Regions from separate parts of the Sus scrofa genome. Here regions 1 and 2 are each linked to region 3. Evidence: chromatin contacts called from public Hi-C and HiChIP or PLAC-seq data. All regions are on one chromosome and are shown on one strand. The core of a region is the stretch at or near the end of the contact, and the rest is flanking DNA. Distances in the headings are between cores, read along the strand shown.

Region 1 (4,245 bases), core at 1,232-3,731, 230 kb after region 3:
AAGTCTACCAAACATGTAATGTAGAAATTCCAGTTCATCCCAAACAGTTTTAAATCATAAAAATGAGAGAACATTTTCTAACTCATTATGTGAATATGGCATAACTTAATTCCAAAACTAGACAAAGACCCAGTAGGAAATGAATACTGCAGGTCAACTATATCCATGGATAGAGACGCAACTATCCTAACAAAACATCAGCAAACCAACTAGTGTTCGCTGTGGTTCTTTGAACAGCAAAAGATGAAATTAGATGTACAAGAGATTTATTTTGAAAGATAAAATGAAAGACATATGAATAGATAGGTAAGCCTTTAGGCTGACATCAGTGAAAGGAGAGAAGGAAGGATGGAGTACTAGGAGCAGCCTCGGACGGCAGTACAGATTTAAGTTTCAGCAAAGCCCGCAGAAGGTCCTCAAGTTAGTTGCTGGTTAAATGAGTTCCATGTGCCACAGGACTGGGTCAGTACTATTATCTTTACTGTGTTCAGCCAATAGTTTGGGGGCGGCCTAGGGGAAGTGTGTCCTTGACCCAAATGTAGTAGTGAATCCAGAGGAATGACACTGGGATCAGTTAGGTTCCTTGAAACAGGAGATGTTAAGTGATATAGTTTTCTTACCATTACACAAATCAAGCACTACATTTTTAAAACATATTTCTGTATTTTAAACATATAAAAATAAATGTTGAGGACAGCTCAGGGATATGAGATTATTTTAATATTAAAAACCAGTTTGGGAGTTCCCATAATGGCTCAGTGGTTAACGACTCCCACTAGGAACCATGAGGTTGCAGGTTCGATCCATGGCCTTGCTCAGTGGATTGAGGATCCAGTATTGCAGTGAGCTGTGGTGTAGGTCACAGACGCAGCTCAGATCCCACATTGCTGGGGCTGTGGCATAGGCTGCCGGCTGCAGTTCTGATGAACTCCTAACCTGGGAACCTCCGTATGCTGTGGGTGTGGCCCTAGAAAAGACAGAAACAAAAACAAAAACCGTATGATCTACTTAAGAGACACAGAAAAAAATTCCATAAAAGTCAACACCGAATTGTTATAAAAACTTTTAGCAAAATAGGAATATAGAGGCCCTTTTTTAAGTTGCGATGAGATAGCTAAAAGAAACCAAGAGTAAACTTGAAAAACAATCATGAAATAATGGAATTATTCCCTTTAAGACCAAGAAAAACAAGGATGCCCACTCTCTCTGCTCCTATCCAATACTGCACTACAGGAAAAAAAAAAAAAAAAGATTAAAAGCATAATGACAGAAAGAAGAGATAAAACTGTCATTAATTGCAAAGAATATCACTGCTTCTTTGAAAAAACTACCCACAGACAAATTACGTGCAAAGAAAAGCAAAGGGATGAGAAGAAATAAGACACTCTTTTAGATGAACACTACCTCGGAAAGATATGCCTTACCAGATAGGACTCGAGTAAAATAAAAGGGTGTAATATCGGTGTAGAGATAGACCTCAAGGGAATATCATAGAGCACGCCCCCCCAAAACCCCATGCATCTTAGTTTGGTCTATGATAGCAAAATATCATAAACTGAGTGTATTAAACAACAAACATGTATTTCTCACAGATCTGGAGACTGAGAATTCCAAGATCAAGGTGCCGGTAGATTTGGTATCTGATGAGAGCCCATTTCCTGGTGTGCAGATGGCTGTCTTTTCCCTGGGACCTCCTATGGCAGAGAGAGTTAGAGAGAGACTGAGAGCTGGCTTCCTGGTCTCTTATAAGGGCACTAATCCTATTGTGCGGACCCCATTCTTATGACCTCATCTAACCCTAATTACCTCCAAAGGCCCCTCCACCTACCTTCACACTGGGGTTTAGGGCTTTCAACCTATGCATTTTGAGGGGACAGAGGCATTCCCTTCATCACACCAAGTACATGGAAATTTGCTTTATGATAGACTGGGCACTGTTCTAACCATCTAACTGGAAAATCATGGAGAGAAGGACCCTTAAATGGGAGATATACCATTGTATATCCAAAGCTTTTCCTGAAGCCTTTCTATAAGAGAGAGCCAACCTTCTCTTTCAGCCCCCGTCGTCCTGAATGTGAAGCAACATATACCTTGAAAAAGAGACAATGACTGGATGGTTTTCGCATCCCTTGAGGTGCCAAAGATTTTCTTGACAATTCAGAAATTCCATACCTAATAGCTCACCGTCCAAAAGCAAAATTAATTTTATATTAACATAAAGTCTAACATTAACTATAGGAAGCTTGCATTATGTTTGACCATCTCCAAAGCCTTTCTTTTCCCACTCATTGTCTATTTCACCCCAGCCAACAAATCCCATCTTTCAATTCCAATTAAATGTGGATAATATAGACCACCAACAATAGATGTAGGGTCACGGATCGAGTCAGATAACTGAATGTTCTCCTCATCATCTCCAGACAAACCCTCTTTCTGCCTGTGACTCATGGATCTTACACTGGTTTACTGTGAGAACTAAACATGGAGAGGTTGACGCTGTCCCCAGGTGGCAGATGGGGTGAACTGCCTATGAAACGATGCAATCAGCTCCAGGCAGAATACATTTCAAAATGTTTCTCCCTGTGGAGTTTGACAGAAACAGGCAATTTTTGCTCTAACTGCCATGTGTTTCAGCAAATCACACTGGCTGTTCTGAGGGGTCAACTTTCAGGCCCACCAGGGACTGTTTGAGTTCTTTGGCGTCAAACTGCCAGACCGGAGCTGAAACAGAATGTCACTCAGGCAGTTCCAGTTTGTTCTACTCAAGAATTTGTTATACTCAGACCAAGGCCTGGCTTTCAGTACCGAGGGGTAATGACATTTCTTGGCTTGACCATAAAGTCCTCTTGACCATATCATGCTGATGAGATTTTAGTTTCTGCTTACATGAGATTTTGTAATGGGAACAGCATCTAAAATGGTTGATAAGAAAAAAATACAAGGTGACCTATTTCAAAGCAGCTCTATGTTCATGTGATTTGGCCAATGGACCTTCTTTTAAATGGATCTATTAATCAAGTTGGAATTCGTAAAATGTGAGCCCCCCCAAAAGTTTGTAAAATGTGAGACCACCAAAATGACACAAAGTTTTAATCCCAATACTGTTTTTATGTGTGTGTGTGTGTTCTAAAAATATGCTATAATCATGTTTCTGCCAAGGATGGACTATTGTCTTTAGGCCAAAGCTTGAGAAGATAAAGTATAGCATCCAATTAGCTGCCCAGAGGAGAAAGAAGTATGTTTTTTCCCAAAACAATTTTTTATTGAATTATTAGGATGTTGTGTTAGTTTCAGGTATACAGCAAAGTGATTCAGATATATATATTTATATTCTTTTTCAGATTCTTTTCCATTATAAGTTATTATAAGATAGTGACTATATTTCCCCGTGCCATATAGTCAGTTCTTGTTGGTTATATCTTTTATATACAGTAGTGTGTATCTGCTAATCCCAACCTAATTTATCCCTTTCTCCTTTGATAACCATAAGTTTGTCTTCTACATCTGTGAGTCTACGTCTGTTTTGTAAATAAGTTCATTTGCATCATTTTAAAAAAGATTCCACATGTTAAGTGATATCATATATTTATCTCTGTCTGACTTACTTCACTTCGCATGAAAATCTCTGGGTCCATCCATGTTGCTGCAAGTGCCATTATTTTCACTCTTTTTAATGGCTAATATTCCATTGTGTATGTATATGGAATTATATATTCCATTACACACACACACACACACCCATATCTTCTTTATCTACTCCTCTATGATGGACATTTAAGTTGTTTCCAGGTCTTGGCTATTGTAAAGAGTGCTGATACAAACATTGGGGTGCATGCATCTTTTCAAAGTAGAATTTTTTTTTTCCCAACATATAACCATGAGATTGCGGGATTATATGGTAACTCTATTTTTGGTTTTTAAGGTACCTCCATACTCTTCTCCATAGTAGCTGGACCAAGAAACATGCATTTTAAGGGCAGAGAACCTCCAAAGCTATAACATGGCCCGAGCATACTAACCTGAGTAAGCAGGAGCTGGATCGCCCTTGGGAAATGGGTGTCCACACCGTTGGGCACATGTGTAGTCTCCAAGTTTGCCACTGTGGCCATTCTGTTTAGCTAGCTATTGTTCAGTTCCAAGGTGGTGGATCATGATGGCTGGCTAATGTCAACTGCAGAGTCATTCTGTCTACATGGTTGTTCAGTGTTTCTTCTGTGGTGGGATGCTTTCTGGCTGGCATTAATT
Region 2 (4,644 bases), core at 1,637-4,136, 170 kb before region 3:
GTGCAGCCCTAAAAAGCCAAAAAACAACCAACCAAAAAAAAAAAAAAAAAAAAAAACCACCACAACAAAAAAAACCCAGGTTTCACGGTTACAGTTAAATTTCACTAACACTGGCCTTCCATTTACTTGGTCTCACTCCATTCATTTTCTGTTAACAGTGAGAGGGCTGCTTTCAACACTAGGGGGCGCTATGAGCCAAGACTTGGCTCTTGGCAACAAAGGCAAACAATGGCTGCAAAGCTCAGAGGCAAAGGGTATCAAATGTGCAGAGCGTTTTTTCAGTACAGAGGCCTTATTTGGTTGGTCAGGCTATTCTGTTAGAGCTTTTGAGTCAAGTAAAACTACAGATTATTGGCACAGTCGGATGTTTCCTGGAGTTGAAATGCTTCCAAAGGCCCAGCCCCTGATATATCCATTGATGGCATCTAGGACATTATTCTGAAACCAAAGCAACACTAATCACTCTGCTCCTATGAAACAGGCCTGCAAAGTAAAGAAAGAATTGAAATTCACACAGTTTTACTCCGGTGTGGACTGATTGTTATTTAAGGAAACCACTTCAGCATATTGACCTGTGAGGCAGGGAAGAACCATTACTCACTGAGGCTACTAATGATTGAGAAATTTATTTATCTATTTCGTATTGTTTTACTAGTCAAGGAAATATAGTTAGTATTGAGATGGGAAGAGATGAAAGATAGTCCAACAGCAGTGATTAATCATAGATAAATAATGGTGATGCGATTTAGAACAGGACAGGTGCCAGAAAAGAGTCAGGAAAAGTCTTGTGAGCTTTGCAAGAAGAAGGACATTACTTTGGGTTGTAAGGATCTAGAATGTTCAAGAAGGAGGTGATATTTGATCTGTGTCTTTAGAAATAGGATTGGAATTGGCAATTCCAGGCTGAAAGACCTTGTAACTCAAGGTTAAGCGGAGAAGAATTTATAGAATTTTTAGACCTTTAGACCTCATCCTATGGATAATGGGTCCCCTTGAACAGTTTTTGATCAGAGGAGTGGTGGGGTCTGAATGATCGCACCTTCTCCTCATGTCTGACCCAGAAATGGATCTGATGGCAGCATTTATGCATAAAGGAGGGACTGGCGGAGGCGAGGCCCAAGGACATGGCCACGGTCTGGGCTGGAGGCAGCAAAGGGCAGTGCAGCATTGGAGGTCTGTATTCAGGAAAACCATGCTGCTGGGCTTTATTTCTATGACTGTATCAGCTCCCAAAACAAAATGCTATTTAAAAAAATTCAAGCTATATATTTTATCGCCCTTTGTTTATTAATTGTTGCTACTAAGTTTATAAGGGCAGAATGACAAATGCATTGGGCACAGCGAGTGCCATTGCACAGACTTATTCTATAAGGCTGGTACTGCTGCTACTGAGGTCCTAAGACAGAGACACCCTGGCTTCTGGGAATTCCGGATCAAGAACCTGCAGATGCTGGTGGGCACTGGCATAGACTGAGTGGTGCCTGCATGATTCCTAACCCTGCAGTCTCTCTCAGCAGTGCCGGAGCATGGACTGAGTGCATTCTTCCATTCACTTGATGTTAGGTTCCACCCTACGACTCGCTCTACGCAATGGAATGGCTGTGGTCATGAGGTGGGAAGAGGCCTTAAATGTGCTTGTGTTTTGGGCTTGGACTTTCATGCTCCCTCGATCCACCAAGAGCTCACGCCCTGGGTACCTGCGTGGAGAGCTGACCTGACCGCAGTCTGTACGGTGGAGCCAGGCACAGTCAGCCTGCCTCCTGGAACAGGCAGGCAAACCAGCCTGCTGACCCGTAAGTGATAAAATAATGCTTCAGTGGTATGAGCCACTGAATTTTGGATGGTTCGTTATGCAGCATCAGTGTGGCAATAGCGGACAAGTACAAAAATAGCTACTCTGAGTTATCAAACTGTAATAGAGCACATTGCTTAATTCATAAAATCTACACACAGAATAAAGAAAATGGAGAACTAAACTTATCATCAGATAATCCTGGCCAAAATAGTCAAGTAATTGAAGTAAATACAATATTATATGAGGGAATTATACAATTCATATTCTTTATGAATAATATTATGTGAGTAAATATAATATTATATGAATAAACAGTGAAGTAATTGAAGTAAATATAACATTGAGTGAATCATACAATTCATATTTTATATGAATATTATATGAGTAAATATAATATTGTATGAATAAATATCAAGTAATTGAAATAAATGTGGCATTGTGGAGTAAATTGTACAATTAATATTCTGTGAATATTTTATGAGTAAATATAGCATTGTATGAAGAAATAGGCAAGTACTGAAGTAATAGAACATTACGGCGGGAATTAGACAATTCATGTTCTATGTCAGTATCATATGAGTAAATACAATGTTGTGTGAATAAATAGTCAAGTAACTGAAGCAAATATAACATTATGAGTGGATAATACAATTCACATTCTATATGGATATTATATGATAAACATCTTTCGGTGTCTGTGTGGCACGGAAAATGGTTATAATTGCTCTGATTCACCCACTTGGAAATGGAAACATGGCACAACTGCTCTGTGCTCCTGCTCCTCCCACAGCGTGTGTCTTTGGGGGAATATAAAGATGAATATTCATCAAAGAAGAGTTCTTTGCCAACAAATGCTCTTGCCACATCACAATTTCTATATTTCAACAATGGCAGGATATACGGGAAGAACAAGGGAGGACTCAGACGATGAAATGGTTTCCTATACTTGTTTACTATATGGTATTTTAAAATTCCTGTTTTTGAGCGAGTGTATGACCTTAGCATTGACGTGTTCTTTAGCACCACCAGTCTATCATCTTCCTCGTTATCCCACATTGTTCTACCATCCAGTGAACTCCCATCCATCAGCCGGCTGTGTCAGAAGCGCTCCGTATCCACCAGCCTGCTGTGTCAGAAGCGCTCTGTGCAACACTCCCCGTGCCAGACAGAGAGCAAATATCACTCTAACCCTCACACCGAATCAGAAACACTTCCTACGAAAGAGGGATGGCTTTAGAGAAAGCAAATGGTTGGTGAAAGACATATTGGAAATATATACCCGTAGCATATATTTGGGTCCAGATCGACCTAATTAAAAATCAGTAATTGAATCCTAAAGGATTTCTCTCCAATGATTAACCTTCCAAGTGAAGTTCAAGCTGGAATGAATCTGACCATAAGAATTAGCTGTATTATCTAAGAGAAAACATCTTGAAGGCTTCAGTGCAGTCAGATACATTTCCAAATAATTATCTTGGGAACTGACATTTCCGCTGCTGACATTACAGGGGGCTGACATTTTATGCAGGTCTTCTGGATAGGATCTCTAACCATCTCTGGACAACCACTACTTGGACAGATGGTGGGTGGCTAGCTGTACTTTCAGATAAGGATCCGCCTGACTTCAAGCATTTTCCTGTTCTCCAGGGAACCCATTAAGGCTTCAGGCTGTAGTTGAAGGAAGCTCGATGAAGCACAGGAAACAGAACACACACGCATTGAAAGCTGGTGCCTTAGGGACACGGAAGCTCCATAAGGCTTTAGTTGCCTGCATCTTGCTGTAAAGTTCAAAGCTGCAGTTTGCAACTGCCCTAAAGAAGTGAATTCCTTTAAAAAGTTCAACTAAATTTCACATGAACATATTCTTTTTTTTTGCTAAAAAAGTAAATTGCCTTTATTATTCTACAAAAACTTAAACATTCACCACTTTTAAAGTATTTATGTTGCGCAAGAGAAAAGAAACTTAATGGCGCTTGTAATCTGAGTGATGTTTTGTTTGTTTTTAATAATTTCACTCAATGTGACTCATTTTGGATATCCTAATTTGAGACTCAGCTTAATTTAACTCAGAATATGTAGTTATTCTGGTCATATTTGGGAAGCATAAAACTAAAATACTAAACGAAAGGTAATTTACTGAAAGAAAAGTAGTATCAGCAGCTAATCAGTAGTGACAGTCACAAATTAAAGAGCAATGTGACATATAAACAACTTAGGATAAAGAGAATTCTCAGTAACTTTTAATTTATTTTGCATTATTTTGGTATTACTGAAAGCACTTTATGTATGCATCAGTAGTCCCAGGGCATTTCATGAAAATGGGCTGCAATGGGGCATATGGAGGTTCCCAGGCTAGGGGTCCCATTGGAGCTGAAGCCCCGGCCAACACTATAGCCACAGCAATGCCAGATCTGAGCTGAGTCTGTGACCTACACCACAGCTCACAGCAATGCCAGATCCTTAACCCACTGATCAAGGCCAGGGATCGAACCCACTTCCTCATGGATGCTAGTCGTGTTCCTTAACCACTGAGCCATGTTAGGAAGTCCTTGAAATTTTACAAAGGACTTGTTAGGTAGGATAGGATAGGGCCTTGGACCCAAGTGATTCAGAACAGGCCATTTATCATTACCAAAAGCAGGAGGCTTGTGATCAAGCAGTGAGGACACATGCAGGTACCAGAGACAGGCTCTTCGGAGCACTTTCCTATACCAATGACACATGCTCGTCAGAGCACTGCCCTATGACCTATTCCCCATGCAGAGAAGGCATCCCGCCCAAAACCAATTGGAGGGTCAAAACCTGTGTGCCCCCATACAGAGATCAAACAACACTCAGCCTTTATGCAT
Region 3 (4,627 bases), core at 517-3,016:
GATCCTCCACCCCCACGCCACCCTGAAATATTTCAACCACTCTTAAGACACTCAAAGAGGAAGGAAATCTCTTGCCTAAGCCACATTTACCAATTTCTATCTACTTCCTTTGCTTGGGTTTGATAACTTGGTGCCTGTGCAGTTGATTAGACTATTAGAGATTTCAGACTACAGTTGAAAAGTGAAATGATCCATCCAATAGTAAGGACCCATACATACAAAATGGAAAATAAAAAACAAGGATATATCACTGACAGTGCAATTTTTGTAAGGGTTTTGTAGGTACTTTATGCATCATGGGAACTCAAGTCTGGAGAAACCCAGAGTCAGCCAATATGTAACCTTTTCCCTTGGTGGGAATCAACTTAAATGAACCACCAAGAACTCTCAGAACAAAAAGGAGCTTTTCAAGTGTCTCTCTGTTGCAAAATTGTTTTATGATCTTGAAAATTTGTGATTGTAATGAATGAAAGTATAATTGTTTCCTTTCTGAACTGGGGATGCATAGATTGATTTCTCTCCTAAATGAATTGTAGAGTCACGGTGAGTAACAACTAAAACTCAGCCCTTTCTATTTGGGGTTGGCATCTAATTCATACTTTGCCTTTTTTTTTTAGGGCTGCGCCTGTGGCATATGAAAATTCCCAAGCTAGGGGGTCAAAGTAGAGCTGCAGCTGCAGGCCTACGCCACAGGCACAGCAACGTTGGGTCTGAGCCTAGTCTGTGACCTCCACCACAGCTCACAGCAATGCCAGATCCTTAACCCACTGAGCAAGGCCAGGGATTGAACCCAAGTCCTCATGGATACTAGTTGGGTTTGTCACTGCTGCACAACAGGAACTTCCTAATTCATACTTTTCTAAGTACCGTTTTTATTTGCAATTTCTGCAGAAGAAAAAAGTTTTAATAATTGATTAAAGAGAGTCCATTAAATCAAGAGTTTCTTTGGGATGATCATTTAAATATGGAGAAACTTTTGGAAAGAAAAATAGGGCCCGTTTCCTATTACAAGTCTTTAAAAATTCCAACAAAACTTCATACTTTAGAGTTTAAGACATAATGGAAATGATTCATCTGCTGTGAGGGAGAATTCTAGGTGTGGTAGAGAATCCCCTGATATTTGTGAAGAACAAAAAATCTGATCAATGTAAAGAAAATAGTTAAATTTCTGAGAACTATACTCCACGAGTTCACAGAATGGCTTTTCAAAGTCACTGTCACCAATAGAAGATTCTCTTTTGATTGGGAGCAGGAAAGTCATTTTATTACAGGAGCATATCAGAGTTTAGAGTATATTCAGTGTGGTCAGTGATAGGCTCTTAGATTCAAAGTCCCTTCTGAGCTCCTACATTTGCTTAGAATACAATCTTGTGAAAATGTCTTAACCTCCATAAGCTCAAATTTCTTTCTGAACTTGGCATCTTAATGGTACTTATAAAGTTATTATGTTTAGCAAATAAGACACGCTACACAAGCTGAATGTGAGTTCTGGCGTAGGGAAAGTGCCCAAAACGTGATTCTAACTCGTGGTCAGAGGCAAAGGGAACCAATGCTGTTTCCAAAGAAACCACCCCAGAAATAGCTTGGGGAGAAAAAATGTGATGGGTAGAGAGAACTCGAACTGACTCACGGAGAACATTTCTCAGAAATCATCCCTGGTGGACCAGACGCGGAAGCACCGAATCAATGAACCACTTCTAAGGAGCTGGCAGCCAGCAAGGGCGGTGTTGCTATGACAACCTGGTTTTGTGTGTTGATGAGCCCACTCCTGACGTGTGGGGTGCAGAGCGCAGTGCAGATCAGACGGCAAGGGAGACTGTTAGCGTAGAGTGTGTGTCTGGGTGGAGGGAGACGGTGGGTGACAACAGGGCTGGTGGCAAAGAGGGTGCTGGGAAATCTGTCAAGGCTGCTTGGGGAGTGGATCAGGGAGAGGCCATACTAAGCAAAGCAGCTCTGCCCACTGCCTGTGTTTCTTCCTGAGGCAGCCTCCTCCCTGCTTTCTGTCCCGCCAGCCTGCAGCTCTAGCTGCAGAGGAGTAGGGATTGGTGAATTCTTGGAGCACCTCTTCGGATTATTTTCCCCACCCGGAAAAACAGCTCTACTGGGATCTATGGGAGCGGCCTCATCAGAACAGTTATTGAGAACATTGTTGCTGAAGTTTACACACAAATCTCCCGGATACACTTGGCACTTGAAGGTTACTTTCAATTTGAGGGGCTTTGAAATGTTCCTGCAACAACAGGAAAAACGGCCAGGCGGGATTCATAGAGTGGGTGAAAGGCTCCCACCGGGTATGAGAAACGCTGGGGTGATAAAACCATAATCAACTTCTTGGAGGTAAATTAGGCAGATGTTTAGAGGAAAGCGAACAAGCAGAGCAGGGAGGACTCTAGAGGGCTGGGGATCCCAGGGAGGGGAGGGCTGCTCCATTAGACACGCACAGGCACAATGCTGGACCTAGAGGCACACATCCCCCCCCAAGGCACAGGGGAGGCCACGCTGCCTGCCTTGTGCTGCCTGCGGGGTGGGGCAGGAAACAGGAGGTACCCATCTAAAATTAAACAATTCCTCACAATGCTGGGCTTTGCATGAGGCCAGGAAACCAGCTTGAAAAACTGCATTCTGAATTCCTTTGGGGCACTCTGAATCAGAGGTTGGTCTCAAACGCAGACCCTGTGGCTTCCTTTCCACGTGGTGGCTGCTTGCTGTCCCCTCTTAATGGTGCACTGATATTTATTTCTACTCTCTACATATTACTTATTTTAGAAGCCACAAAGGCTGCTTGGGGGATATATATATATATATTTTTTTTGAATTATTGTCTAATCATGAATCTGTGCAAAGATTTAACTATGAAGATGTTTATCTCAGCACTCTTTACTATAGTAGACTTTTGAAAAGATTCTCTACAAGAATTGGTGGCTGTATTATGATGATGGGATATCCAATGTTACAAATGCCTGTGGTGTAATAAATAACAAAGAGTAACATTCACAAGCTATTGTTACATGTAGAAAAGTCATTATAGGAGTTTCCATTGTGGCTCAGGGGGTTAAGAACCCGACTTTGTCCATAAGAATGAGGGTTCGATCCCTGGCCTAGCTCAGTGGGTTAAGGATCTGGCATTGCCACAAGCTGCGGGGTAGGTCGCAGATGTGGCTCGGATCCAGTGTTGCTATGGCTGTGGTGTAGGCTAGCCTCTGCAGCTCTGATTCAACCACTAGCCCGCCTAGCCTGGGAACTTTCATATGTTGCAGGTGAGGCCATAAAAAAGAAAAAGGAAAAAAAAAAGTCATTGTAGAGTAGTAGGTACAATATCATCCCCTGAGAACACTCAAATAAAATAAATATATAGGGAAAGACTACAGGAAATAAATACCACCAAATATTATTAGTAGTGATGTAATTTAGGTTATTTTTATTTTATCTATTTTTTTCTACATTTTCCAAATTGCCTGCAAGGACTGTATTCCTGTGTAATCAGACGGGTTTATTTTTAAAGTATTATCTTTGGGGATTTATTAACATAGCAATGTAGCTGTGCCCTGGTAAAATGTTTTTCCAGTCTCAGCATTCCATACCCTTGTAGGTTCTCAGACATCCAGCTGGTCTACTAAAAATATTATACTGTCTGGCTCCATAATCATTTTTATGTATCTCAAGATTATCCATGAAAATTAGCCCATTAAAATGTTATTATGTAAAGGAATCTCCTCCAGCATTAATTTAAACCGTATTTTGTCCCCAATGCTCCTTTATTTTATCATAACTGGGTTTTTATTATTAATTAGACTAGTGCTTTATTAAAAAATAATTCCTTCAGATGTTCAGGGACGAAAGAGTTCTTACCAACATAAGTTTTGATAGTCACTGATGGACCACTAAGTGCCTAATTCCCTCCCTAGAGGTAAGTGAAATGCTTTGAAAGCCAAGCATATTCTCCCCTGTGTGTACACGAACCACAGCCTTCCCTCTGCCAGCTCTACCACTACAGTGAAGCAATACCCAGTTTAAAAAATTATTCTGCCTCCTATAAGCCTTGCCATCTGCTACAGATGGGCTTAGAAGCAGGAAGGAATTTATTGGACAACATGAAATCCTAGAACCTGGAGCTGGAAGGGAGGAGAGCACTGCCATAGCCTTCCCCAACCAGGGGAGAGGGAAAGAAGCCTGTTCAATACACAAGTAAAGGTAAGAACTGAAGGGCAAAGATGTCATTTTTGAAAAAAGTTCTCAAATGGGGGTTCCCTTCATGGCTCAGTGGTTAATGAACCTGACTAGTATCCATGAGGATGTGGGTTCGATTCCTGGCCTCGATAAATGGGTTAAGGATCCAGTGTTGTCGTGAGCTGTGGTGCAGGTCACAGACGTGGCTCGGATCCTGAGTGGCTGTGGCTGTGGCTGGCAGGTATAGCTCTGATTCAATGACCCCTAGTCTGGGAACTTTCAAGTGCCATGGGTATGTCCCTAAAAATACAAAAAAAAAAAAAAAAAAAAAGAAAAGAAAAGAAAAGAAAAAAGCTCTGAAATGTTGCAAGCAGAAATCGTTTCCATTGTTTAAAAAAAAAAAAAAAAGGCAGTCAATCAGTATTAACCAAAAATCCAAGACAATAACTCCTCATTTTTT

What was found. A called contact is a pair of places that touch in the nucleus more often than the background predicts. HiChIP or PLAC-seq counts read pairs in DNA pulled down with a chosen protein or histone mark.
Region 1: a contact with region 3 is called in a Hi-C map of embryonic fibroblasts, with 3 times the contacts expected there. The contact joins two enhancer-like sites. A contact is called at or near these places in 2 of 47 Hi-C or Micro-C datasets (both in embryonic fibroblasts) and 1 of 2 datasets of contacts at active chromatin or transcription factors (alveolar macrophages).
Region 2: an H3K27ac HiChIP or PLAC-seq map of alveolar macrophages shows a contact between it and region 3. The contact joins two enhancer-like sites. A contact is called at or near these places in 8 of 47 Hi-C or Micro-C datasets (embryonic fibroblasts, epiblast stem cells, fetal skeletal muscle and 4 more) and 2 of 2 datasets of contacts at active chromatin or transcription factors (alveolar macrophages and skeletal muscle).

Annotation. Positions count from the first base shown.
Region 1 is chr10:43,539,875-43,544,119 of Sscrofa11.1, forward strand. No RefSeq gene overlaps it. Among named protein-coding and RNA genes, the nearest start is that of VIM, 26 kb to the left of the region's middle. Within about 2 kb of position 2,482, at least 6 of the 83 cell types and tissues checked have an H3K27ac peak or open chromatin away from gene starts, as enhancers often do. A contact at or near this core is called in alveolar macrophages and embryonic fibroblasts, where this site is marked.
Region 2 is chr10:43,132,680-43,137,323 of Sscrofa11.1, forward strand. All of the region lies in intron 60 of CUBN (cubilin), which reads right to left. Among named protein-coding and RNA genes, the nearest start is that of EPC1, 190 kb to the left of the region's middle. Within about 2 kb of position 2,887, at least 7 of the 83 cell types and tissues checked have an H3K27ac peak or open chromatin away from gene starts, as enhancers often do. A contact at or near this core is called in alveolar macrophages and retroperitoneal adipose tissue, where this site is marked.
Region 3 is chr10:43,306,420-43,311,046 of Sscrofa11.1, forward strand. All of the region lies in intron 28 of CUBN (cubilin), which reads right to left. Among named protein-coding and RNA genes, the nearest start is that of CUBN, 110 kb to the right of the region's middle. Within about 2 kb of position 1,767, at least 65 of the 83 cell types and tissues checked have an H3K27ac peak or open chromatin away from gene starts, as enhancers often do. A contact at or near this core is called in alveolar macrophages, embryonic fibroblasts and retroperitoneal adipose tissue, where this site is marked.